Linked DNA regions of Mus musculus: regions 2, 3, 4, 5 and 6 are each linked to region 1. The links are chromatin contacts, called in public Hi-C, HiCAR-type, capture Hi-C and promoter capture Hi-C maps. All regions are on one chromosome and are shown on one strand. Each heading gives the region's core, a stretch centred on a gene start, on an enhancer-like site or on the middle of the called end of the contact. The rest is flanking DNA. Distances are from core to core; before and after follow the strand shown.

The links. Promoter capture Hi-C pulls out the DNA fragments that hold promoters and counts their contacts. Hi-C and Micro-C count contacts between places; a contact is called where the count stands out from the background. HiCAR-type assays count read pairs that join an accessible place to other places. Capture Hi-C pulls out chosen DNA fragments and counts their contacts.
Region 2: a contact with region 1 is called in a capture Hi-C map of embryonic stem cells, with 4 times the contacts expected there. The contact joins the promoter of Prr5l here to the promoter of Fjx1 in region 1. A contact is called at or near these places in 5 of 39 promoter capture datasets (the 3T3-L1 cell line, hippocampal neurons, pre-B cells and 1 more), 11 of 484 Hi-C or Micro-C datasets (Sertoli cells, differentiating embryonic stem cells, embryonic fibroblasts and 3 more), 12 of 115 datasets of contacts at active chromatin or transcription factors (astrocytes, embryonic basal ganglia, embryonic forebrain and 7 more) and 2 of 9 other capture datasets (embryonic stem cells and pancreatic islet).
Region 3: a promoter capture Hi-C map of hippocampal neurons shows a contact between it and region 1, with 6 times the contacts expected there. The contact joins the promoter of Apip here to the promoter of Fjx1 in region 1. A contact is called at or near these places in 14 of 39 promoter capture datasets (the 3T3-L1 cell line, the C10 cell line, the HPC-7 cell line and 9 more), 1 of 15 datasets of contacts at CTCF or cohesin (the NIH/3T3 cell line), 24 of 484 Hi-C or Micro-C datasets (the HPC-7 cell line, the N1E-115 cell line, adipose-derived mesenchymal stem cells and 15 more), 10 of 115 datasets of contacts at active chromatin or transcription factors (T-cell acute lymphoblastic leukemia, astrocytes, embryonic basal ganglia and 7 more) and 1 of 9 other capture datasets (embryonic stem cells).
Region 4: a contact with region 1 is called in a Hi-C map of the HPC-7 cell line, with 2.7 times the contacts expected there. The contact joins the enhancer-like site here to the promoter of Fjx1 in region 1. A contact is called at or near these places in 4 of 39 promoter capture datasets (the 3T3-L1 cell line, the C10 cell line, hippocampal neurons and 1 more), 1 of 15 datasets of contacts at CTCF or cohesin (the NIH/3T3 cell line), 11 of 484 Hi-C or Micro-C datasets (the HPC-7 cell line, the N1E-115 cell line, cerebellum and 7 more), 5 of 115 datasets of contacts at active chromatin or transcription factors (astrocytes, embryonic forebrain, forebrain and 2 more) and 1 of 9 other capture datasets (embryonic stem cells).
Region 5: a promoter capture Hi-C map of embryonic stem cells shows a contact between it and region 1, with 5 times the contacts expected there. The contact joins the promoter of Commd9 here to the promoter of Fjx1 in region 1. A contact is called at or near these places in 24 of 39 promoter capture datasets (the 3T3-L1 cell line, 3T3-L1-derived adipocytes, the C10 cell line and 14 more), 1 of 15 datasets of contacts at CTCF or cohesin (the NIH/3T3 cell line), 27 of 484 Hi-C or Micro-C datasets (B cells, the C2C12 cell line, CD4 T cells and 19 more), 26 of 115 datasets of contacts at active chromatin or transcription factors (the NIH/3T3 cell line, T-cell acute lymphoblastic leukemia, VIP interneurons and 18 more) and 2 of 9 other capture datasets (macrophages and pancreatic islet).
Region 6: a contact with region 1 is called in a HiCAR-type map of kidney, with 5 times the contacts expected there. The contact joins the enhancer-like site here to the promoter of Fjx1 in region 1. A contact is called at or near these places in 10 of 39 promoter capture datasets (the HPC-7 cell line, HPC-7-derived erythroid cells, cranial neural crest and 6 more), 1 of 15 datasets of contacts at CTCF or cohesin (the NIH/3T3 cell line), 23 of 484 Hi-C or Micro-C datasets (B cells, the BV-2 cell line, ECoMG myeloid progenitors and 14 more), 27 of 115 datasets of contacts at active chromatin or transcription factors (CD8 T cells, the NIH/3T3 cell line, T-cell acute lymphoblastic leukemia and 19 more) and 3 of 9 other capture datasets (embryonic stem cells, liver and pancreatic islet).

What each region holds. Positions count from the first base shown.
Region 1 is chr2:102,449,784-102,453,590 of GRCm38.p6, forward strand. It overlaps Fjx1 (four jointed box 1), which reads right to left and starts at 2,009. Exons shown (of 1, transcript NM_010218.2): 1 at 1-2,009. The coding sequence starts at 1,805. The coding sequence ends at 453.
Region 2 is chr2:101,795,740-101,799,546 of GRCm38.p6, forward strand. Prr5l (proline rich 5 like) reads right to left here and starts at 1,968. Exons shown (of 9, transcript NM_175181.5): 1 at 1,733-1,968.
Region 3 is chr2:103,071,966-103,075,772 of GRCm38.p6, forward strand. Apip (APAF1 interacting protein) reads left to right here and starts at 1,710. Exons shown (of 7, transcript NM_019735.4): 1 at 1,710-1,876. The coding sequence starts at 1,823. Pdhx (pyruvate dehydrogenase complex, component X) reads right to left here and starts at 1,548. Exons shown (of 11, transcript NM_175094.5): 1 at 1,325-1,548. The coding sequence starts at 1,484.
Region 4 is chr2:103,015,304-103,019,110 of GRCm38.p6, forward strand. No RefSeq gene overlaps it. Among named protein-coding and RNA genes, the nearest start is that of Pdhx, 56 kb to the right of the region's middle. Within about 2 kb of position 2,203, at least 18 of the 459 cell types and tissues checked have an H3K27ac peak or open chromatin away from gene starts, as enhancers often do. A contact at or near this core is called in the HPC-7 cell line and uterus, where this site is marked.
Region 5 is chr2:101,884,358-101,888,164 of GRCm38.p6, forward strand. Commd9 (COMM domain containing 9) reads left to right here and starts at 1,905. Exons shown (of 6, transcript NM_029635.3): 1 at 1,905-1,962. The coding sequence starts at 1,912.
Region 6 is chr2:101,921,679-101,925,485 of GRCm38.p6, forward strand. No RefSeq gene overlaps it. Among named protein-coding and RNA genes, the nearest start is that of Commd9, 37 kb to the left of the region's middle. Within about 2 kb of position 1,688, at least 12 of the 459 cell types and tissues checked have an H3K27ac peak or open chromatin away from gene starts, as enhancers often do. A contact at or near this core is called in kidney, where this site is marked.

The sequences.
Region 1 (3,807 bases), core at 759-3,258:
CGGAACAAAGGGCGAACACAGGAAGGGGGTTTCACCAGCCCTTGTCACAGCCTGCTCTGGGGCCACCAGCGCTGTGTTTAGTAGGAAATAGAGGAATTAGCTCAAACGGAAGTTTTCCTTTTTGGGAAGGGGTGGAGGGGGCGACAAAAATGGACTGCATCTCCCAAAGAGACTGCCATTCCCGGGCCAAACCCCAGCAGCCAGTTTCTTCGGATCCAATCTCCACACAAGCACAGAACTCTTTTTATAAGCTAGGTGGAGGGAATGTTACACTTCTCGCCTCGGTGAGTTTGCCCTTCCAGAACTTGGAAAGGAAACAGCCTGGCATGAAAAGAAAGGGGCAAGTGGGTAACACACAATTTTTTTTTTTAGACAGCTTGGCGATCAGACCATTGGGTGGGCGTTGGCTGGTTGGTCGTTGCCCGTGGCAGAGAAGACAGCCCTAACCCCCATCATTCATACCCCAGTCCCTCTCTTCCTCGGAGTGTTATTAAGTCCCCGGGCCGGCGGCCGTACTTGGCCTTGCAGTGCAAAATGTGTTTGGCGAGGAAGTCAAGGCGGCGCTGTAGCAGCTGAGCGTGGGGTTCTGAGAGCTCCGCCAGCTCTGGGAAACGCGGTTCGTGGCGACTGTAGAGGCGCAGCAACCGGGCCGCCGCGTCCTGACCCCGGTGCAGCTCCAAGACGCGCCTAGCAGTCCGCTCTCGGAATACACACACCGACTGTAGCAGCGGTTCGTTATACTTGTCCCACATGCCGGCTACCCGGTAGCCGTGCACCAAGCCCGCCTCATTGTCCAGAAAGACCAACGCCCCTCCTGGTCCTCGGTGCAGGTTGCTCGTAGCGCGGTGCATAACGCGTGGGTCCCACTGTAAGCTGAAGAGGTTGCTCACAAGCCGGTCAAAGTTGGCCGTCAGGTAATCGAAGAGGATCAGATCGGTCCATTGTACCAAGTCCACCAGCTCCGCCTGGCTGAGGTTGGTCAGCTCGCCCCCGGCGTCGCGCAGGGGCCGCAGACGGCCGTCCTCTGATCGCCAGGGCTCGGGCACCACCACGTCGGTGAGGTTAGGCAGCCAGCGCGTCAGGCTCACCACGCTGCCCTCGGTCCAGTGCGCGGTGCGCAGCTCCTCCTGCACCTGCACCCACTGCGCGCCCCGAGCCTCCACCCGAGCCAGTGCCAGCGGCGGCACGTGGCGCTGGAGGCCCAGCAGGCGCGCAAGGTAGTAGGACAGGGCCTCGCCCTGTATCTGCTCTGGGTTGATGCCGTAGCGTACACAGGCACGGGTGCCGTCGGCAAAGCGGGCTAGGCGGTTGGAACTGCGTCCGCAGCCCCCGCGATCCAGAGCCACCACCCGAGCACCCCGTGCCACCTCCAGCCACGCTGCTGCTTGGGCTTCGGAAAAGCCCCGGGGAACCTGCTCCTCCAGGCCGCGGCTCCAGAAGACGCCCCCGTGCACCGCCCTGCGCTCCTCTGGCCAGGACAGCCCGGAGGGCTCGTGCCGCCCGCGGTCGTCCTGGTGCCTCCTAGGCGGGTTATCCGCGCCGGCCGCCAGGGTGAGCAGCGCCCGGAAAGTTTTCAGGGAGCCGCCGCGGGCGTCCCATACTAGGGGCGGGGGCAGAGGGAATCGCGGCTCGGGCGCGGGGCCGCCACTCTGGATCGGATGCGGAGGGAGTCGATCTTCGGGCGGCCGGGAGGCTGGCAGCTCGGTCCGCGGTGGCAGGAGTCCTCCCCACAGCGTCAGCAGCGAGCTCAAAGCCAGCAGCCAGAGCCCCGCGGCGGCGGCGGCGCCCCGCATCTTCCTCCCCATGCTCCTGCCGGCGCGCCGGTGCCACCGCCGCCGCTTCAAGCCAAGCCCGGGCGCCCGGGTGCGGGCGGCGAGGCGGGCCCGGCTGCTAGCTGGCTCCGGGGCTTCGGGTGCCGGAGCCCCATCGCGGCCGCGGAGCGCTGCGGGGCTCTGGCCAGCGCTCTGCCCCGGCGCTGGGAACTCGCCTCCCCGTGGCTTCCCAGCAGCTTTTGTATTTCGCTGTGAGACCCTCCGGCGGGCGCGATTCACAGGCGCCCGGACCACGTGGGAGCGAGGGGGATCCCCCTCCCCCTCCTCTGCCGCCTCTCCCCGCCCCCCACTCCCCCGCCCCTTCCCTTCCTCTTCCCCTTAAAGCGGCAACCGATCCTTCCAGGAGCGAGAGGTGGCCCCACGTTCTGTCCCGGACTTCGGGGCGGGGAGGAGGCTGAACTGAGGGCGTCCGTGCGGGGGCGTCGGAGCGGGGGCGGGGGCAGAGACCAATTGTAGGGCTTGGGAGTAGCGGCGTGTCCGGTGCTCTTGTTGGGAGTGGGATGATCCCCTTGTACCCTCCTTTGGACTGTGTCTGATCTGAAAACTTCAGACAGCCCCCCACCGCAGTACAGGCAGGGGTCAGGGTGAGTCCTTTTGCTACCTCACTTGGTGTGATTCACGCTGGCTTATGTAAATTCCCCGGAAAGTCTCGAGCCCTAGAGGATGTGACTCCAGCTGGGAGAGGAACCATCTGTAGCCAATGACTTTGAACCCATAACCTCTCTCCAGATGCAAGCTCCCCGGTATGGATCATTGCAGGCTTGAGAGCAATGAGGTTAACTTCTGTGACTTTTCTCAGGGATGCTTGGAATTAAACCTTGCTGTGCAAGTTGGACAGCCAAGTCAGGTCCCCTGGTCGCATGCCACTTGGCTTTCCCATTTTAAAGAAAGTTCAATATGTAGAGATAGGGATATCTAGATAGATATAAACACTTATTGTCAACATTCTCACCTTGTTTTTAAGTTGTCATTTAGTCAGTCACTTTATTCCCAATTATAAATTTCTCCCAAACAAAGGAAAATAAACAATTGTTTTACTAGTTTAGTGTAAAGGAAAAAGGACTAGTGGGAAGTGGGGCAGTGAAGAAAAAAACAAACCAACACATTATAAAAACTGATGCATCTTCCTCCAGACTTTCTTGGATTTAATTTACCAGCAAATCTCTTGGAAACAAACTGAATCTTTCCTTTCCCTTCTTGTATCCCATATTTCAAACTGGAGATTCTTAGTCATAAGATCAGAGCCGTGAGGGGTCCTGAGAGCCAGAGCTGGCACTGCCAGGGAACTGTCCCAGGACAGTACGTATGCTAAGCAGGTTCTCTTCTGACTCCTCCCCGAGTCCTACAGCCAGAGTTTAAAATCGGTTTCTTTCACATTGTGTGTGTGTATGTGTGTGTGTGTGTGTGTGTGTTTCCTTTCCCTATATTCCTCTCCTGGGAACACATGCGAGGTTTCAGCTGGGCTACATCTGCCTGTGCTGTGTATATTTATTCTGGAGTTATAGGGTAGACAATGTAAAATGTTTGTGACAGAGTAGATACATTAACCTTCCAAAACATGGCTGACCCAAGGCATACACCTTCCTGGGTTTCTTTCCCACTGGTACCTTGTGTGCCACCTGAAAGTGTGGGGTCTTTCTTAAATGTGTTCCCAACCACGGGGCTTCTTGTAGTGCTTATCTGATAAAAGGATTACAGTGCCTTCCATATGGATCCAGTACAATATATTAATTCATTAAAAAGTTTTTTTTTCTTGCCTCATGCAAGCTTCCCCCTGTCTTTCCCTAGAGAGCAGGGACTGTCTCTTATCAAATTTTTATTTCATATACCAGCTAATATAGTATATTACATGAAATAAGAACTGGATTCATTGAATTTAATTTTTGTCTTTTGATGTAACTTTTAGGTGTTTTTTTCCCCCTGCATTGAGTTTAGTGTGGGCAAACTGTAAGCAAGATCTCCACCTTGTGGGCAT
Region 2 (3,807 bases), core at 718-3,217, 650 kb before region 1:
CCCTCCAGATCCGGAAGAAAGGAGCTTCAAGGCTTTAGAAACCAGCTAGACTCAGGTTAGACCTACTGTAAGCAGGCTCATTTCTACTTCCAGCTTTCTTGTACACATTTATAGGTCCAGCTGTTAGAAGTGTGGTTAAAACACTAGAAAAAGTGGTGGAGGAACTACACTCTCCACAGTACCAAGGCCGTTTCGGGAGCTCAGTACTAGAGCTCAGTACTAGAATGAGGCCTCTTCTGCTCCAGTTCCACCTGACAGACCAACTTACCCTCCTTAGCTGCATAAGGAATCTCATTGGGGACTAATTTTAAAATGAAGCTAAAATCATTTCCCTCCTAACTCAGTGGCAGCTTCGTGTTAGCAGTAACAGCACTTTCTACCACCAAAGCGTCTTAGCAGAATTAGCAATGACATTTGGAAGTACGTGGGGAAAGTATCAGTTCTAATGAATGGTCAAAAGAGCAGTCTTGAAGGCTGATGGATGCCATGCTGGAAGCTGGCAGAGGCTTGGGGTTGGGGGAAGCTGATGGGATGGAAGGCGATTGTCCAGGACCACTGTAGTCCTTATCTGAATTTGCATGGGCAAGAATTCCAAAACTCCACCCAAGTAAGGGATGCCTGGAGACGTTTTTCCAAGTGGGTCTCCGCAGCAGACATGTAGCTGAGCCGCCGCGCGTAAGCATCTCGTCTTGTGGGGCGCGACGCAGCGCAGTAATTGAAACCTTGCACACCGCAGGATTGCAGTGGCGTCTATAAATACTCTCCACTTTACTGCTGACAAGCAAAACGCGGGCTTCTGGCACCGCGGAGGAAGAGGCGGCGGTGGCATGTGATCCCCGGCAGGGCGCGGGTAGGAATCGGGGAAACCCCTACTGCCAACAAGGGCAGCACCCCAAAATCTATTCCTGAAGGATCCTTTGTAAGCACACCTAGTCCTTGTCGCTGTCCAGGCACGAACTCTGGGAACCGTAGTCTGGTCTAGAGGTGCGGGTCCCACAGCGCCCCCTGTGCGTAAAAACGCGCAGTGCGCACACGAGGCGCGCAGAGGAAATCCCGGCCCAACGCCCGGCGGGCGCGAAAGTCGAAGCGGAAAGGGGACACCGTGGGCGCCTGGCGCAGAGTCGCAGTGAACTGTCCCGAGCTTCTCACCACCACAGGCTAGGTCTCCCTCGGGCTGTCCCCTGGCTACAGTAGCCTGCCCAGCGCTCCGGGCCAACTGGTCTCCATCTACTACCTCGACTCTCACGCCTCCCTTCAAGAAAGAAGGGGACGGCTGAGAGGATGGGTTTTTCAGGCGAGTAGCCTCCTGAGCACTCATGACTGTAGATCTGCCCCTCTGGCCTTGGGAGGATGGTGCAGATACATTCTTTTTCTGCCTTCTAGCTTACTAGGGTCCCACGCTTGGCAGGATTCCCCCAAAAAGGGTTCACAGCGCTTCCTCTCCCACCGTGACCCACTACACTCAGGGCGGCCTGCCCCTTCCCTTACCCACCTCTTGGTAGTCTACCTCCCCGCCTACAGCATCCGATGCGGAGGTTCCTTAACCACGCGGAGTCTCCCCTCAGTCTCGCTGTCCCCGTGCCCCCACTCCCACCCCCAGATCACGCCAGGCGAGTTATTTTCCGAGCCTGCGAAGTTGCAGAATGATGACTTCAGGCCCTCCAGGGACTTCCCCACTCACCCCCTTGGGGTCCCCGGCGTGAGTCACCCGAGCCGAGCCGCGCACACCCACCGCTCGCCTCCGTCTCGGACTCTGAGCGCTCAGGAAAAAGTTTCCGGTGTTCCAGGGAAAGTTTTCTTGCTGGAGAGAAACTAGCGATTCGGCTGGTTCTCGCCTCGCTCGCTCGCTCGCCCTCCCCAGGTCCTCTCCCAGCTCTGCCCTACGCCGGGTCGCGTCCTGCCCAGGTTTCTCTCCGCCGTAGCTCTCAGAGTCAGGCTGGTGACTGTTTCCCTCCTCTCTCAACTTACGGCCGCCTCCTCTCCTCCTCCCTCTCCTCCTCCCACTTTTCCTGTCCGGTGCACATCGCTGTGGTTTCTCTCCAATGCCCCCGCCTCGCTTCACCCCCATCCCACGCCTCCTCTCCAACAACAAGAGTAGGCGGAAGACCCTGCGCTTAAATTCATTTCAACAATTTCAGGAAATCCAAGGTCGTGGTCCTAAAAAGCAGGGGAGGATGCTGCAAATCAGGGGAACTCTGCACTACCTTTCGAAAAGCCAAGAAGAGTTTGGTCTCCCACTGTTAAACCCGGGATGAGAAACGTCTCCAGGAGTCCAGAGGTGTTCGTGCGACCAGATACAAAAGGACTGGAGTTCTGCGGAACATTTCTGAGGCTGAGAGAGGTTTTGTTGCTGCTTTGGAGCGCGCACGCGCGAATGCGTTTTAAGGAAAGATTTTTCAAACCGATTCCACACTTGTTTGCGTCTCTTCCTTAGCGTTGTAAAACGAATTTAAGGATCTGGGGTTCAATTTTTAGGCGAAGGTTTCACGAACACGACATATCAGAATTGAAACCACAGAAAACCAACCAGTTCGAACATTTTAAAAATGTAAAATAACTTTGGAAATTCCTTGTTGTTGCTCGGTAGGTGCTAAGAATTTGAGCTGGTGGTGGAGTAATCAGGATCCTAGCACGATGGTGTTTAACCTGTTGGTCGAGACCCCTTTGTGTGGGGTGTGTGTGTGTATGTGTCACATATTAGATATCTTGTATATCAGATATACACACAATGCATAACAGAATTACAGTTAAGTGGTAGCAACAAAATAATTTTATGGTTGGGGGCAGGGGGGGGTCACCACAACATGAGGATCTGTATTAAAGAGTCACGGCCTTTGGAATGCTTAGAATCCCTGTAGCACTTTGGAGGTAGAGGAAAGAAGACCAAGAGTTTAGGTCATCGTGCTCTACACAATGAGTTCAATTTTTCATCCTAGGTTATATGAACCCATCTCAAAAAACAAACAAAACAAAACAAAACAAAAACCCTTTTCTTTAACATTTCTCTCTCTCTCTCTCTGTCTCTCTCTCTCTCCCTTTCTTTCTTTCTTTCTTTCTTTCTTTCAAGATTTATTTATTTTATATATGTGAATACACTGTAGCTGTCCTCAGACACCAGAAGGCATCAGATCCCATTACAGATGGTTATGAGCCACCATGTGGTTGCTGGGAATTGAACTTAGGGCCTCTGGAGCAGCAGTCAGTGCTCTTAACCGCTGAGCCATCTCCCATCTCTCCAGCCCACTTTTTCTTTTTTTTTTTTTTTTAATGCAACTGTTGTAGGACTCCCTGCCTAATTTTGCCCTGCGGTTGAGAAGGGACTACTTTTAAAGCGCTGTCCGACCTCATATCAACATGCAAACTTTAAAACCACAGTGACATTTGATGAAAGAAAAGATATATTGCCCTTTTTTGGTTAAGACTAAGCATAATTTGAGCTTGGTCTTGTCAGTGTAACACTATGACACTTGTGTGCTAAGGTGGGGGTGGGGGGTGTAGGTGAACCTTTGAGCCCCTTACCTGTTCAGGAATAGTGGAATAACCAGGACTACAGAAAGCCCTTAAATCTTACCCTAAGAGTCCCTGCTATAGCTGGGGAGGGCACACAGTCTAGCTCGGGGCACAGAAAGCAAGCCTTGGGGAGCCTGGGCAGTGATGAAGAAGTGAAAGCTGGCCTAGCCACCTAGGTGACACAGGCCTTGAAGTCCAGCACTCAGGGAAGCGGATTGCTGCAAGTTCAATGTCAGCCTGCTCTCTACATTTCAAGTTTCAGGACTGCCAAGGCTGCATAGAGAGATCCTGTCTCCG
Region 3 (3,807 bases), core at 460-2,959, 620 kb after region 1:
TGCCAAGACTTAGCAGATGAAAACTATCCATGTGAATTTCTAAAGGCAGAAGCAGCTGACTCTAAGAAAAATCTTGGAAACTACTCATTTTTTGTGTCTAAGAACACACACTCTTTCCTTTTTAAACAGAGTTTAGGAAATTCACACTCTCAAAAAGACCTCACAAGCAAGGATAGGCCATTTCACAGGTATTTTTCCCAATCTAAGCTTTCATATTCCTCGATGTTTTGAGGCAGGGAGTCTCAAAAGTGTGCTCCATTAAACTCACAACAGTATAAGGTGCAGATTCCTGAGTCAGAGTTTCTGCTAAGTGTAGGCAAGTTCAGTTTTAACAAATGAGGACCAGGCAGAGAAAATATTATATACTATACAGTTAAAGACAATATCCAGGAAGTATTTATTAAACATTACTCCAAAAATGACTTAGGTAAATTGTCCCTATTAGCCCCTCTTTAGAAATCTCAGCACACGGATTTTATTGTTTTTCTTTTTCTTTTTTTTTGTTTTGTTTTGTGGCCTCAGACAGCTCAGAAAGTGTGGGCTAGGCCTACTGTACCAGGTGGTGGTAAGAATGATTACTTAAATGTCTAATGGTTTCTAAAACTGTTTTCTGTGCCCCCATCCTAACCCCCAGCCCATATTCATACACGTAAGGAAGAATAATGCCAGGTCTGCCATTTTATATGCTGTATGTTAAATAACGGAAGGACAGTGGGTATATCTCCGAGTTCAATATCACTGCTTAAGAACAATTTTATGTAATAGGCTGTATGAATTTCATGCCACATATTTTACTTGAAACATTCTAGCAATGTCTGTGATTCTGTATTTTCTAAGTTAAGTCTTGTATGCTGCATACATTAAGTGCAGTAAGATTTAAAGTTTTCCAATAGGGACAGGTCCTTTGAATGAATCAGTATGGGTAATAGTGGCTTTGAATGTATGGGCAGCTATATTACATTAGAGAGGAATGGTAAAATTAAAGAAATTTGACATGTGATTGATAAGGGTCTAAAATAGAGGGATTTAAAACAGACCCTCCCTAGGTGACATCGAAATTTCTCAAATTCTAAAGCAAGGTCACAGAGAAGCCATGTAGCCCTGAAGGCAGGCCAAGGACGGAACCATGCTCTCCCAAGTCTGAAGACAGTTCTTTTGCCGCATGCCATAGGCTAAGTCAGCAGGCCCGTTTCTGGGGGAGGTTGAAAGGAACAGGAAGAGTCCGCACTTAACCTCACAAACCGTGTCCCCAATCAAGAAAGCCCCTGACCCAGGCCCCATTGCTCAGCTAAAGAGAGAAGTGGAGCGAGCGCAAGCCACTCACCCTGCAGCAGCTGAGTACTGTGAAACCACCTCCAACTTGCTCCACGGTCGACAGGCCAAGCAGCAGCACCCTGAGCCAGTCCCAGGCTTCGACGGCTGCTAAATCCCAGAAGGTACCGAAGCAGCGGCTGGTTACAGTGAAGCCTCCAGGAGGCCGCCATCTTCCCGGCTTTCTCCGGGAAAGCTCGCAAGTCAACTAGATTGGCGGCCTCAAGGCCCGTCCAGGCCCCGCCTTGCATGGGCTGGCCCCGCCCACAGCGCACGCTCCCCGCCTTGGACTGGAGGACTAGTCCTTCTAACACCGCCTCCAACCTTCACGGGCACGCCCACCGGCCGGTTTGCGCCGCCGCAGATTCTCCAAAGGGACGAGGTCCCCCTCAGACTCCGCCTCTCACTCTTGCTCCGCCCCCAGGCTGCCCGCTCTGTCGCCTAATAGCGTTCTGCCGGCCGCTCAGACTTGGAACGAGCGCGGGACAGATAACGGAGCAGAGTCAGAACCATGTCTGGCTGTCAAGCTCAAGGAGACTGTTGCTCGCGGCCGTGTGGCGCGCAGGTAAGGACGGCGGTCTACAGCAGGCGAGGTGGGGTCACGGGCCGCGGGGTGGGGCTTCGGCCAGGAGCTCTAGGCGGCTAATTCCTAACCCAGTCCGCGAAAGTCAGAGGCCCCTCTGTGCTAGTAGGACTGCTCTACCGGAATTGTCAGGCACCCCAAAGGGCACTCTTTTGGGCAGTTGTCCTTGCCTATCTTACTTGACGTTATGAGGTGGGAGCTCTTGGAAATGATTCTTCTTTAAGGAAAATGGGCCCTGGGGCAACATGGGTTTTCTTTCAGTTAAACAGGACGCAGGCTTATGAAATGCCTTCTAGTGCTAAGAAAATGGTGAACTAGCGAACTAGAAGAATAAACAGCTTCGATACTAACTGATAAGCCCTGCAGAAGACTCAGGGGAAGTCCACAAAATTATATCTTTACTAACCTTTCGTCTAGCCAAGGGGTCTCAATTTAAAATAAAACAGGAAATATTTAATGCAGAGCATCTGAACTATTATTGTCTTGGAATAAGTGGCTTTTCACAAATTCTTTATAAACCTTGAAATTAGGCACGACTGAAAGGGAGATTTTGCATATAGGACACAGGTCCCTGGTGGCCATCCCTATATATGGAGAACGAGGAAAGTAGAAGCAATGTATCAGAATCAAGGTGCATTGATAGCAGACATGTTTGTCATCCCTTATTAGTAAATCTTGGTGACGGTCATCATAGAAATACAGATTTTTTTTTCATACTAAGTGTTGTGCCAGATCAGCAAAATAACCTGTGATTCAAGAGCTGTGATTGAATTTATCAAGACAGAAAATAGCCACATACAAAAAAGAAGCTGAAGATGTTTTTCAAGTATAGAAGGAGAAGTGGGTGGTTTCAGATGGTGATTTGTCAAAGACTTTTGAATACCTAGCATTTTAGATTGGCCCATATTTTGAGGAAACCACAAAGAAAACTCTAGGACCACCATATACCTCAACTAGAGATCTCATTACATGTCTCTAGCCTCTTCTTGCTGTTTGGAGGTATAGACGCAGTGTCAAATTCTGCTTTTTTGAGGGACACTTAGAAAGTCATATTCTGTGTGAAATTTCCTGATTCAAAAATGTTGGCTTGAGTTCTAAGTGTTGTGCAGATCAAATAAACGACTTTGGTCTGTGTTGGGGGGTGGGGGGTCACTATTGCTGTGGTGAAACACCATGACCAAAGAAAGCAACTTGGGGAGGAAAGGGTTTATGTTGCTTCTACTTCTACTTCACTGCTCATCATAGAAGGAAGTCCGGACAGGAGTACAGGCGAGCAGGAACCTGGAGGCAGGAACTGATACAGATGCATAGAGGGGTGCTGCTTACTGGCTTGCTCCCTCTGGCTTGCTCAGCCTGAACTCAGGACCACCAGTTCAGGGTGGCACCACTTACAACGAGCAGAGTCCTCCCTCATCAATCACTGTGAAACTCCTCTATAGGCATGCCTTCAGCCCATCTCATGGAGGCATTTTTTTTCAACCGAAGTTTCTGCCTCTCAGATGACCACAGCTTGTGCCCAGTTGACATAAAACTAGCCAACGTGAACCCCTTACTACTTTTTTTTTTTTTGTTAACGTATATGTATCCTTTAAGACTTAACTATGTGTTACCTGATTGGAAGGCTTCCCCAACAGTGAACAAAACAACCCAGCACAGTCCACAAGATATCAGTTTGAACCGTTTGATATTAGCCTTTTCTTAATGTAAGAAATACGGTCTTAGTGCACCCAGTGTTTATTGAGCAGAGCGCTATGGTATATGGTATATGGTATATGGTATATGGTATATGGTATTGTATAACTTACAAGAACATGTCTCTTGTTCCTTAGAAAACCATGCCTTGGGGGAAAACCCGGGAAGGCTTGCTTGTTTGCTGGCTTTTGATTTTTTTTAATTTTGCCTCATGTATCATG
Region 4 (3,807 bases), core at 953-3,452, 570 kb after region 1:
ACTATTGTGACCAAAATGATTTAAGGAAGGAAAGTGTTACTTGGTTCACGGATCCCAGGTTATATCCAGCATTGCAGGGATGATGCATCAGAAGGGACTCGGAAAGACTGGTCATACGATGTCTTAGTCAGTGTTCTGTTGCTAAGAAGAGACACCATGGCCAAGTCAACTCTTATGATGGAAAGCATTCAACTGGGGGCTTGCTTACAGTTTTAGAGGTTTAGTCCATTATCATCAATGGTGGAAGTAGTTGGCATGCAACAGGCAGCCACGGAGCAATAGCTGAGTGCTATATCCTGATCTATAGGCAGAGAGACTATGATGCTGAGCCTGGCACAGACTTTTGAAACCTTAAAAGCCATTCCCAGTGACAACAAAGCCACATTTCCTAATCCTAGTTCTATCGAAGAGTTCCACTCCCCGGTGACAAAGCATTCAAATATATTAGCCTGTGGGGCCACTCTTCTTCAAACCATAACAGGTGACACCCACAGTCAAGGGCACAGTGCGAGAAACTAATGCATGCTAGTGGTCAGTTTGCTCTTTTTCATTCAGTTTAAGACCTAGCTTATGAAAGGTTGGGTTAGAGTGGGGTCTTTCCACCTCAGTGAACCAACTACAGAAATGAGGCATATCCACGGAGCTGAGTCCCTCATTGAGACTCCCTTCCCAGATAATTCTAAACCATTTCAAGTTGACAAAATCATCACATCTACAATGGGATAGATCCGCAAACATTTTACCATTATGTCTTACTTCAAATTAATGACATTTCACTTCTCTGCATCACCACCAGTCACTCAGCCTTAAATTTACCCTTAAATTCTTCTGCCTGCTTTACAAATCTCAAGTGTCTTATCTGTCATTTCTCCTTTACAATAAACATGAGGCTAAACTTCAATGGAAGACAGCAAGATGACTGCAGAGTCCAGCTGCTGCATGACTCATTAGTAGAGAAAGTGATGCTGGTTCTGCAAAGCCCTGGAAGGCAACCCTCACTTGGCCTGGTAATCACCCACTAATGCTCTGCCCAATACACACACCATGTGCTCCAGGCCTCCTGCCCTCACCTGTGTCCTGGAGGACTGCTTACTTATTTGGTGGCTATGCATATATCTGGTCTGGGTAAGTCAATGAACTCTGTAATCTGCTATTAGCCCTTGACTAAGATTGGAGGCTAATGTAGTTATTCATATAGAAGACAGGAGCAACTGGGATTGAAACTAAGGTAACTATTTTTGAGTTCTGAACATGGAGCAGAATTCAAAACTAAAATGCTCTTTATTAAATTTATGTTTTAATTACTTTTCCTTCTGGAGACAGAACAGGATGGTACCTACTGTGAGACCCAGATTGGCCTGCAAGTCATGATCCTCTTGCCACCTCTTCCCGAATGCTGCATGCTATTCTGTCTGGATGAGTTTGTTTGCTGTTACTCTCCTCTTGTTGTCCAGGATGGTCTCTAATATGTGCACTCCAGTGATCTTCCCGCATCTGTTCCTCTGCAGCTGGGACCACACACAAGTACCATCGGCTTATCGATATATTTTATTCCTAGAGGCACCAAGCCCTAAATCAATGGTTCTCAAACTGTGGGTCATAGATCCTTTGGGGATCACAATTCAGATATCATGCATATCAGATATTTATATTATGATTCATAACAGTAGCAGGAGTAAAGTTATTAAATAGCAATGAAGTAACTTCATGGTTGGGGGTTGGTCACAACCTAATAAAATGTCGCAGCATTAGGAAGATTAAGAACTACCTCCTTAAATGTTTTACGCTTCAGTTTTATTAAGGCTGTCACTGGGAGTTATATGTAAGTCATGACTCTTGATTTTAGTACTTCACAGATGTATTTTTAATGGAAACAAACCAAAAATCCCTCAGTACCTCATGTGCAATCTAACCAGGACACAGAAAGGAACTACAAAGAAAATACGAGCCAAGTGTACATGTTTTTATTTGTATGTTGTACTTAAACTTTTTATAGGTCTCACTGTACATGAAGTGACATCGCTGAAGAACTTCAGTAGAACGAGCTCAGCCAATGTCCACCTGAGAATGTTGTGTGTAATGTTGTTAAAGCTTTGTACCACATGGATATAGGCTCAATCCCAGATGCAGCTCTTAGAGCTTAGCTCAGTTCATGTAGTCTCTGAGTCTGTACACGTTATCTAAGACTATAAAGGAGGGCTGCTATAAAGCAAGATACACCTCCCACACAGAACTGAAGAGATGATGTAAGATAAGCAGTTGCCACACAGAGGATCTTTCCCCTCCTCCATAGATAAGAATTATTAAGACACAGGATAAGCTTACTGCCAAAAGCCTAGTAATTTTAAACTAGGCTGACACTAGGCAGAAAATACTCCTCCTGATGAGCAAGCATGCAGATTAAATGAATTCTTAGAAAAGGATGTTCCCACAGAGCAGAAGCTAAGGCACTGGGAGGGGTGATCATCTACCAAGCTCTATCCTGTAGCTTCCTGATAAGTAGTATTCTCTGCCAAGCGGACTGAGGGGCCACGGATAGAAAGTAAGTGGGGCCAAGAGGTGGTGGTGCACACCTTTAATCCCAGCACTAGGGAGGCAGAGGTAGGTAGATCTGAGTTTGAGGTCTGCCTGGTCTACAAAGGGAGTTCCTGGATAACCAGGGCTACATACATTGAGACCCTATACAAAGTTTAAGTGTAACATACACATAAAAACTTAACCTTGTGTCCAGTTTATGCTTTATAAAGGCTTGACTAATGTGTATCTCATTTGGCCACAACAGACAAATCTTTAAAGATCTACTTGTCTGTGACAAGAATAACTATGAATCTCATAAAGAAAAAAATTTAAATACATTTAGATGAGAAAATCTTGACTGATCGTCCTAATGTTCTCTCAACTTTTAACAGAAACCTATATTTCCCTTAAACTTATGTCCTTGGTGGTATAGTTTAAATCAAGGAGCATTGACAATACTCACTTTCTCAGAAAGAAAAAGGTGGCTCAGAGTTGGAAAATCAGGGAAGTGACTTCTAATTTGTGAAAATAAACTATATGATCAAAGACACAAACTAACAGTAACTTTCCAAAGTTCATCTGCAAACGACTTTAGCAAATTTCAATTAAGGGTGCTTAAGAAATGGTTCAGTGGTTAGCTGCTCTTGCAAAGGTCCCAAGATCAGTTCTCAGCACTCACATGGCTGCTCACAAGTGCCCGAAACTCCAGTTCCAGGCAATCCAATGGCCTTTTCTGGCCTCTGTGGGCACCAAATATGTTTATCTAAACTATTTTTAATTAAAGAGGCTCCTCATTGTTCTATAACTTAGAAGATAAACTACTTTGTTCCAATTGCCTCCTTCCAAAACCAATGCAGATGCCAGAAAGGCAAATAACCATGCAGAACTATTCAAAATGTCTTTATGAGACGATCACTCTTTTATTTACAAGTTTAGATGTGTCCTGAAACCATGCTACTTGCTGTATCACATATAAGCACCTCACTCCTCTTCAAGTGGCAATAGTGAGCCTCCAGAAACTGTCCTGGAGGGAATTCCACTCATCTTATGGCGCTGTCTCGAAAGCACACGCCTACCTTGCATTCACAACACACATACAGCAGCCTGGCATGGAGGACACACTTCCTTGTCCTTCTTCATTAAAAGCCCTGAGGTAATGGCGATCCAGAGTCAGTCATACTTCAGTTAGTATAAACCCTGCAGCTGTTTCCTGCTGCCCCACATCCTTTGTTGTAACCCACTTGGAATCATGGCCAGATTAATTTTAAAGTCTTTCTGTATTGTTACTCC
Region 5 (3,807 bases), core at 655-3,154, 570 kb before region 1:
AAACATGTCTGCCCTTATTCCTACACAGCTGCTCAGCTTCCAAGTTTAGAATTTTTGGAAGCTTTTTACTTGACCTTTTTATCAGGCTGATATCTGGCACGCTTCACATCGTCTCCTGCCAAGTTCTGAGCACTTACAGTTCTCTGACTAATGGTTATAAGTTTGGTTAGCAGCATCTGGAACACTGGTGGTGGAGTCTGAGGTAGCATTTGCAGCAGCTGCTGAAGCTGCTCCCAGACAACAGGATGCATCAGATTGGTCTATACTCTTAGCACATTCCCTGAATCCCTGGTAACTGTTATCCACTGGTAACCCTCCACCAGGCTGGGTTTATTCAAGGAAGAATGACATCTTTAAAGTCAGGTAGCTTGGGAAGCCAGATCCTTCCTTCACAGGTTTCTGTTTCTTTCTTAGTTCTGGAAGCCTGTTCTTGAAGTTGGAGTCACTCCCCATCTTGCAGTTGAAGTAGATACAGTACCCAGCAAAGAGGGCAAGTGCCAGGGGAAATGGCTGCTTTGGCTGTCATCATTGCCCCATCTGGATGTCAGCTTTCCCTAGTAGCTGGCAAACAGTAGTTAGTACCTCATTCTGGAAGCTCACAGCCTGCAGCCACTTTGAATCAAGACATGGAAAGGCTACACCTAAAGACTTATACAATATTTCAAAGCCAGAAAGCCTGGGATGGCTCAGTTGAGTTGTTATGCTTTCAATTTCTCAAGTGCATTGGTTACTGGTGTGTCACTGTGACAGGAACTAGATGGAAACAACTTAGAGGAGGAAGATTTATTCTGGTTCATGGTTTCAGAAGTTGTAGTCCAACATGGCAGAGCAGGGTGGCAATAATGTACAGCCAAGACTTCTTACACAGCAGCAGACAAGACACCATGCAATCAGGCCAGAACCAGAAGCAGCATAACCCCCAAAGGCCTGCCACTAGAGACCTTCACTAGCAAGGTCCCAGATCCTAAGGGTTCTAACATTCAGCAGTCCCACAAAGCTAGGGTCCAAGTGACCACAGGATGAACCTGCAAAACAGATTTCAGACTCAACCCATAGCAAGGTTGTAGTTAAGCCTTTGACCCAGCGACTGCCACTTTCAGACTCTCTGAAGACTGGAGGGTCTGCCTCTGAGGAAGGTGTTGGCAGGTCTTGCTGCATGACCCTCAACACTCAGTTTTAAGGGAAAGAATGCAGACAGAAGAGACCGTGCCGGAGGTGCACAGAGCTAAGATAGTCAATATCTTCACACGCCTTCTTCCTTTCTAACCCCTTTCCTAATCAGCTGCCCTTCAAACCAGACCTCTTCTTGGACCACAGGAAAGTTACTAAGAACCCTAAGTGACTTAGCTTGACTGTCTGGATAAGGCTAGTTACAAAGGCTCCTATCTCTCCACAAACAGAGAAGAAACTATATGCCTTGAAGCGTTGTTTTTTGTTTTTTGTTTTTTTTGTTTTGTTTTGTTTTTAGGGAGTACTGCAGGCATGTGAGCGTGTGTGTGTGTGTGTGTGTGTGTGTGTGTGTGAATTCCAAGAATTCAAATAGGCAAAGCTTCATTTAAATCCAGATGGTGAGTAGGCCGATCTCTTCTGGGCATCTAAGTTGCCAAGGTGTCTGCCAAGTCTGCAGGTGCATTCACCAGATCAGCCAGCCTACCCAGAGGGGCAAAGGCAAAACCAGTTTCCCTGACCTAGGATGTCCAGCCAGTTGTTCCCTGGAAATCATTCTATATCCGAGTTCTCTCAGTATCTCAGCCCTCTGGTCTTTGAGCTTAGTCATACAGGAGGAAGACTTCCTGGTTCTTTGCACGCCGTTCCCGCCAGCCACGGTGAAGAACTACAACTCCCAGCATGTCCTGCGAGGGGTCACGAGGCACGCTCCGCTTGCTCCGGCTGTCACGTGACTCCAGAAAGATGGCGGCCTTGACAGCAGAGCATTTCGTGGCGCTCCAGAGCCTACTGAAGGTATCTTGAAGGGGTGGGGACGCGTGCGGCCACCGTCTTAGGGTCTGGGACTTGGTGCAAAGCAAGAATTGGGAATAAACCGGCCCTGACTTGGAGCATTGTCCCACTCCCACCCTACCCGCCGCGCGTCAGTGCTTCTTTGTGTGACCCTGAGAAAATCGTTCAGCCTTTCTGAGCTTTTAAACAGGAGCAACAAAATTAATCACGCCCAGATATTAAGGTGGAAGTAAAAATCAGATAGTCGATGTAAATACACCCAAGAATTAGTGACCACGAGTGGTTTTATAGATTGGAGCACTTGGGTGACAGTCACCAGTTCCCATTTCATCCCAGTCTTTACGCCTCTCTCAGGGAAATTCTCTCCTTCTTGTCACCCTAGTACTTCTAGGGACGTCATAAAGTTTGAGTTACTCCTTAGAAGGGTGGCTTTGCATTCCCTCTTAGGACTTATTACTAGTGTGCACACACCATGGATGTCTTTGTGTTCTCTTCTGAGGAACATGATTTCTGTTTCTTCTTGTTTTCCTTTCTTCTCTCTTATCCAGTTGAAGATCAGAAATGATCCTCGTGACACTGTCATTATAAGTCACACATATAATGCCCTTTCCGTTATCCATCTTCCTAGTGTGCATTTGCTCAGTCCACTCCTGAGCACTTTGACTTCATTGTTCACAAGCCTATGCCAACAAGAACAAGACCTGGCACCCAGTATGTGCCGAAGAAATAGCTATGAAGGGCTTTAGTATAGTGGAGCTGTGACTAGGATCCAAGAGTTCTCCTTAGCAGCTTTTTCTCTTCCTTGTGGTTGATTTAAGCCATTCCTTTTCCATGCTTGCTTGTCTTGGGACATTTTCTTTTCCTTGGTAAGTTTTGGAAAATAACATATAGCATACTGAAATCATTAGTAATTCCCTTAATGACTACACACTCATGTAGCCAACACCAGACCACAGACTGAGACACCAGTACCCCCAGTGCCTCCCTGGTTACTTACTTCACTTGCCTTCCCAACAGTGCATAGCTTCGGACACCATGTACTATTACTCAGTCTCTGAACTCCACAGAAATGGAACACTTCTTCATATCAGTGTTCACATCTGGCTTCCAGTCATGATTGTAGCAATAGCTCATTTTCACTGCTCTATTGTTTAAATACACTTTATTAAAAGCTAACTATAATATCTCCTGTAGTTGTGGGAAATAATGCAGAGAGATTTTTGTCCCATGTTCCTTAATGGTGACTTCCTGGATATCTACAGAACAATATCACAGTTGGGGTATTTACATTGATCCAGTAAAGCTCCAAGGCATAGCTATCTATGTAAGACCCCTGGGTTGACATCTTACAGCCAAGCTCACTTGCAGTTGGCCTCCAGAATTCCTTGACACTTCAACATTCTTGTATCATTAGTTTTCATTTCAAGAACGTTTGTAAATCTTGGTGTAGATGATGTTTGTGGATTGGCTTTCCTCACTAAGCCTAATTCTCAAGCTGTAGATCGAAACCCCTTTGTGGTTGCATATCAGTTTTCCTGAATAGCAGATATTTACATCACGATATAAACTATGAAATAGCAATAAAATAATGTTATGGTTGGGGTCACCACAACGTGAGGGACTGTATTAAAGGGTTGCAGCATTAGGAAGACCGAGAGACCACTACTCCAGAGAGAATCATACAAATCATAGGTATTCACAATTGCTTCCTTTTTATTTCTTCGAAGTATTCTGTAGTGTATTCTATTTGTTTGCTCATTGGTCTGTTGAAAAAGGCATAAAGAGTACTTCTAGTACTCAGCTTTACAGATGAAGTTCCTAGGCCATCTGGAAATTATACGATTTAAA
Region 6 (3,807 bases), core at 438-2,937, 530 kb before region 1:
TTGGGGAATATTTTCATTCATGTGACACTTAGATTCCATTTCCAACAGTCGTTTACAGGTTACCCACAACTCCTTGCCAGACAGCTCTGTCCTTCAGATATATATAATGCAAGAAGAGAGACAGATAGAGACAGAGAGACACACAGAGAGATAGAGACAGACAGAGAGAGAGAACCAACTAGTCAGAGGGCATTGCCCTTTGACCCAATCATGAAGTGATACCCCATGACTTTTTCTATATTCTACTGATTAGGAGCGAGTCATGAGTCCATCCTACATCCAAAGAGAAGGGCATGCACAGTGCCATGGATATTAGGATCTGGGAAGCACTGGGGTCATGTCAGAATCTACTCCCTGTAGCCTGTTTGGACTGAGGAGACCCCATCTAAAACTGTGCCTCAATCTTTTGGAGATGGCCAAATACTTGCTGGGAATTCTTTATCCTTGGTGGCCCTGCTAGACAGTTCACGACCGTGGCCATAATGGGTTGGAGCATGGTGGGGTGACTGAAGGAAAAGAAATCAGATGGAATGCTCAGAGAAAGACCCAGGTTAATGACTTATTTTAAAAAATGGTCAAGGCATTAATAGGCATATGAAAGTCCACACAACAGGCACATACCCTGTCTTCATGGGGCACGATAGAAAGGAGTATTGCTCTGCACAGAGCAAAAGCAATAGGCAATGGCTAGGAAGACCAGGAGCTAGGAAGGTCAGAAGTCACCATAGTAAAACATTCATCTTAAGGAAGTGAGAAGAGGGAGAAGGTGGCTCCTCTTCAGTGTGGGAGGAGTAGAGGAAGAAGTAAGGCATAGCTGTGGGAAGCCTGGGCGTAAGAGGAAGCGAGCACTTGCTCTACTCGGAATCAGCTTAGCATCCTATAAAGGCAAGCTACTGTAGAGCTAAGAAGAGCTCAGAGTGACCTAACTTGAATCTCATGACCACTACTGAAGCAAGGGCATGGACCAGCCACCTCTGTGTTCCCTACTAGACTAGAGGAGGAGGGTCAGGGAGCCAGGATCAGCTTCATTTAGATCAGTGTAAATGACCAGTGGTAGTGGTACCTTCTATCCGTAGGTTATTCTGTCACAGGACATTTATTCTTGATAGCGGTACCTTCTAACCATGGGATACTTGTTCTCCTAAATGGCCTTTCTGCTTGGTGCACATGTAGGCAATATTCCCTTTGTCTTTTTGTTCTCCCCTCCCCATTCTTTTGGCAATGGTAGGAATTGAACCTAGGTTCTCGAGGGGGTTAGACAAGCACTGTACCACAGAGCTATAGCCCTAAGTGATCTTCTGAGCACACAGAGCACATTCTATCCCCTGGGCCAGTTGCTTGACTATAAACAAGATGCATATCTCCATTTCTATCTTATTTAACCCTGCATAAAGCTACATTTCCAAAAGTTTTCAAATTGACATTTTTCCTTACAATTGATCGTCATCATCATCATCATTATTATTATTATTATTATTATTCAGAATGCAATGGAAGAAGGAGACTGAGTAGCCTTTGACTTCAGCTGAGGCTTTATGGCAGAATACAGAAGATTTCTGGAGTCCCTAATGATTTGTTTGACTTGGTTTGTAACTCCAAATCTCCATCCAAGTTCCCAGAGCAGTGGTCAAATCAACCTTTGAAAGTCTCTCTGTCCGGTGACACATTCAGCAACATCATGTGCTTACCTGGAAATTGGCCCTGGTGGGAGTATTTACACTTCAGAACTTGGCAAATACCACAGTTCACAGCCTCCCCACGCCTGGAGCTCCTGGTTAAACATTTACCTGCCTCCAAGGAGAAGCCTTCTGAAACTGCCTTATTAAATATTATTTTCTTGTCCTTTAAAATTTGCGGCATCTCTGGGTTATTTAGTTTCTCTGCCTGCCTCTCCCACACCGCTACATTTAACATTTTCCCTCCTCAACGAGACTAACAACTCTGCGAACTGGCTGCTATGAATCCCAAAGCCCAGGACAATCCATGTAAGAAAATCTCGGAATTCTACAGTGAATTTCTGTCTTCCCGAAGTTTACAAAAATCCTTTTATTATACCCCAGTTTAGCTCTGGTTAGGATTCATCTTCTATAGCTATGCCTCCGCTCTGGTGTTTCAAGAATGATACATTCTACAGTGTGATCATTCATTTCCCGAGACAAATTCATTTTCAAGGTCACAAAAAAAGTACAAGGAACATGGGAAGGCAAATGGGCAGGGACTAGAGAGCCCACAGGGGTCAGATACCTGGAAGTTGGTGCAGAAGGGCTGAGTCTCTCTTGCAGTTATTATTTTGTGTCTGGTCCCTGACATATTCACCCCAAAAGGCTCAACATTGAACACATTTTCTCCACAATTTTCTAGACCTGTTTGTTAAAGTGCTAATTTCTCACTTTACTGTGTGTCAAGGTCTTCACTGAGGGATCAGTTGTTTCGAGGGTTGTGCATTCTCCTGAAATCCTGACCCCAGGTATCCCAAAGGGTGACTCTGTTTAGAGACAGGTTGCTTATAAAGAGGCAGTGAAGTTAACCAGAAGTCATTATCATGGGTCTCTTTCCACATGACCCTCTGCCTTGTAAGAACAAAAGGATGCTCACAGACACTGTAGGGGGATTGTGTGAAGACAGGGGGAAAGGGGTGGGGTGGAGGGAAGGTTGGCCATCTATATGCTGGGGGGAAGGCCTCGGAGAAACTATTCACACTGACACCCTGAACTCTGATCACCTGCCTGTGGTTCTTCTGTATGGCAATCTTAGAAAACTGAGACAATTATGTTTGGCTGCCTTTACTACAAATTGTTATTTATACATTGGATATAAATTCATGTAAGAAGGAGGACTTGGCTGGGGCTGTGGTTTGCGGTTCGAAGCTTGCTGGCTAGCCTGTGGTGCCATTGGGAGGGGAGGAAACACTTAAAAAGCAAATCCTGTGTCTGGCAAGTTTGCTCAGTGGGTATAGACTCTTGCTACCAAGCCTGAAAACTTCAGTTAGATTCTGGAGATATGTATGGGTGGGAGGGAAGAACAGACACCCCACCCCAAACTTGTCCTGTAACTTCCACACATGTTCCATAGCACATGTGCTCTCTCTCTACAATAAATTAAAAAAAAAAAAAAAGAGGTGGAGCCTAGCCAAGGCTAGGTGGCAGGGGATGTATGTTTTCAAGGGGTTATCAGACCCAGCCCCTCCTCCTTCCTCTTCGCTTCTAGGCTACAATGAAGTAAGCGAGTATTCTGTCCCTTATTCCCTCCATCATGTACTGCACAGCTCAGACTCAAAGCAGTGGGGCTAGCCTACCACAGACTGAAACAATAAGTCTGTGAGTCAAAAATAAGCACCGTCTCCTTGTAAGCTGATTGTCTCAGGGGTTTTGCCACAGAGATGAGCATCTTCCTAAGGGAGCCAGGAAGAGACTGAGGCCTTGACATACCAACTCAATGACAAAGTGACCTCCAGAGTTGGTCAGAAGTGTGGCTGTTCCTGTGGGATATTTCAGAACCCTTAGTCAAGCAGAGACATGCTAGGGACTATAGATTCAATGACTCAACAAATGTCAAACCCTGGTGTGATTGAATAAACTGCACCCTTTTTTATTGGTAAGATAAGAAATGTCTATATGTAAATTTGAAAGGGGTCCCAGGGTACAAGCCTGTCTATCTCTTTTGCCGGAAGTGGTTGCTAGTCACTTGCGGGCCTCAGACTGGCGTGGATTGCACTGAAGGCTGTGCATCCAGTCTCCCTGTGGAACAGTCTCTGTTAATTCAACCAATACCAGACAATTGAGATCAAAACAAAATGCACACAATGAG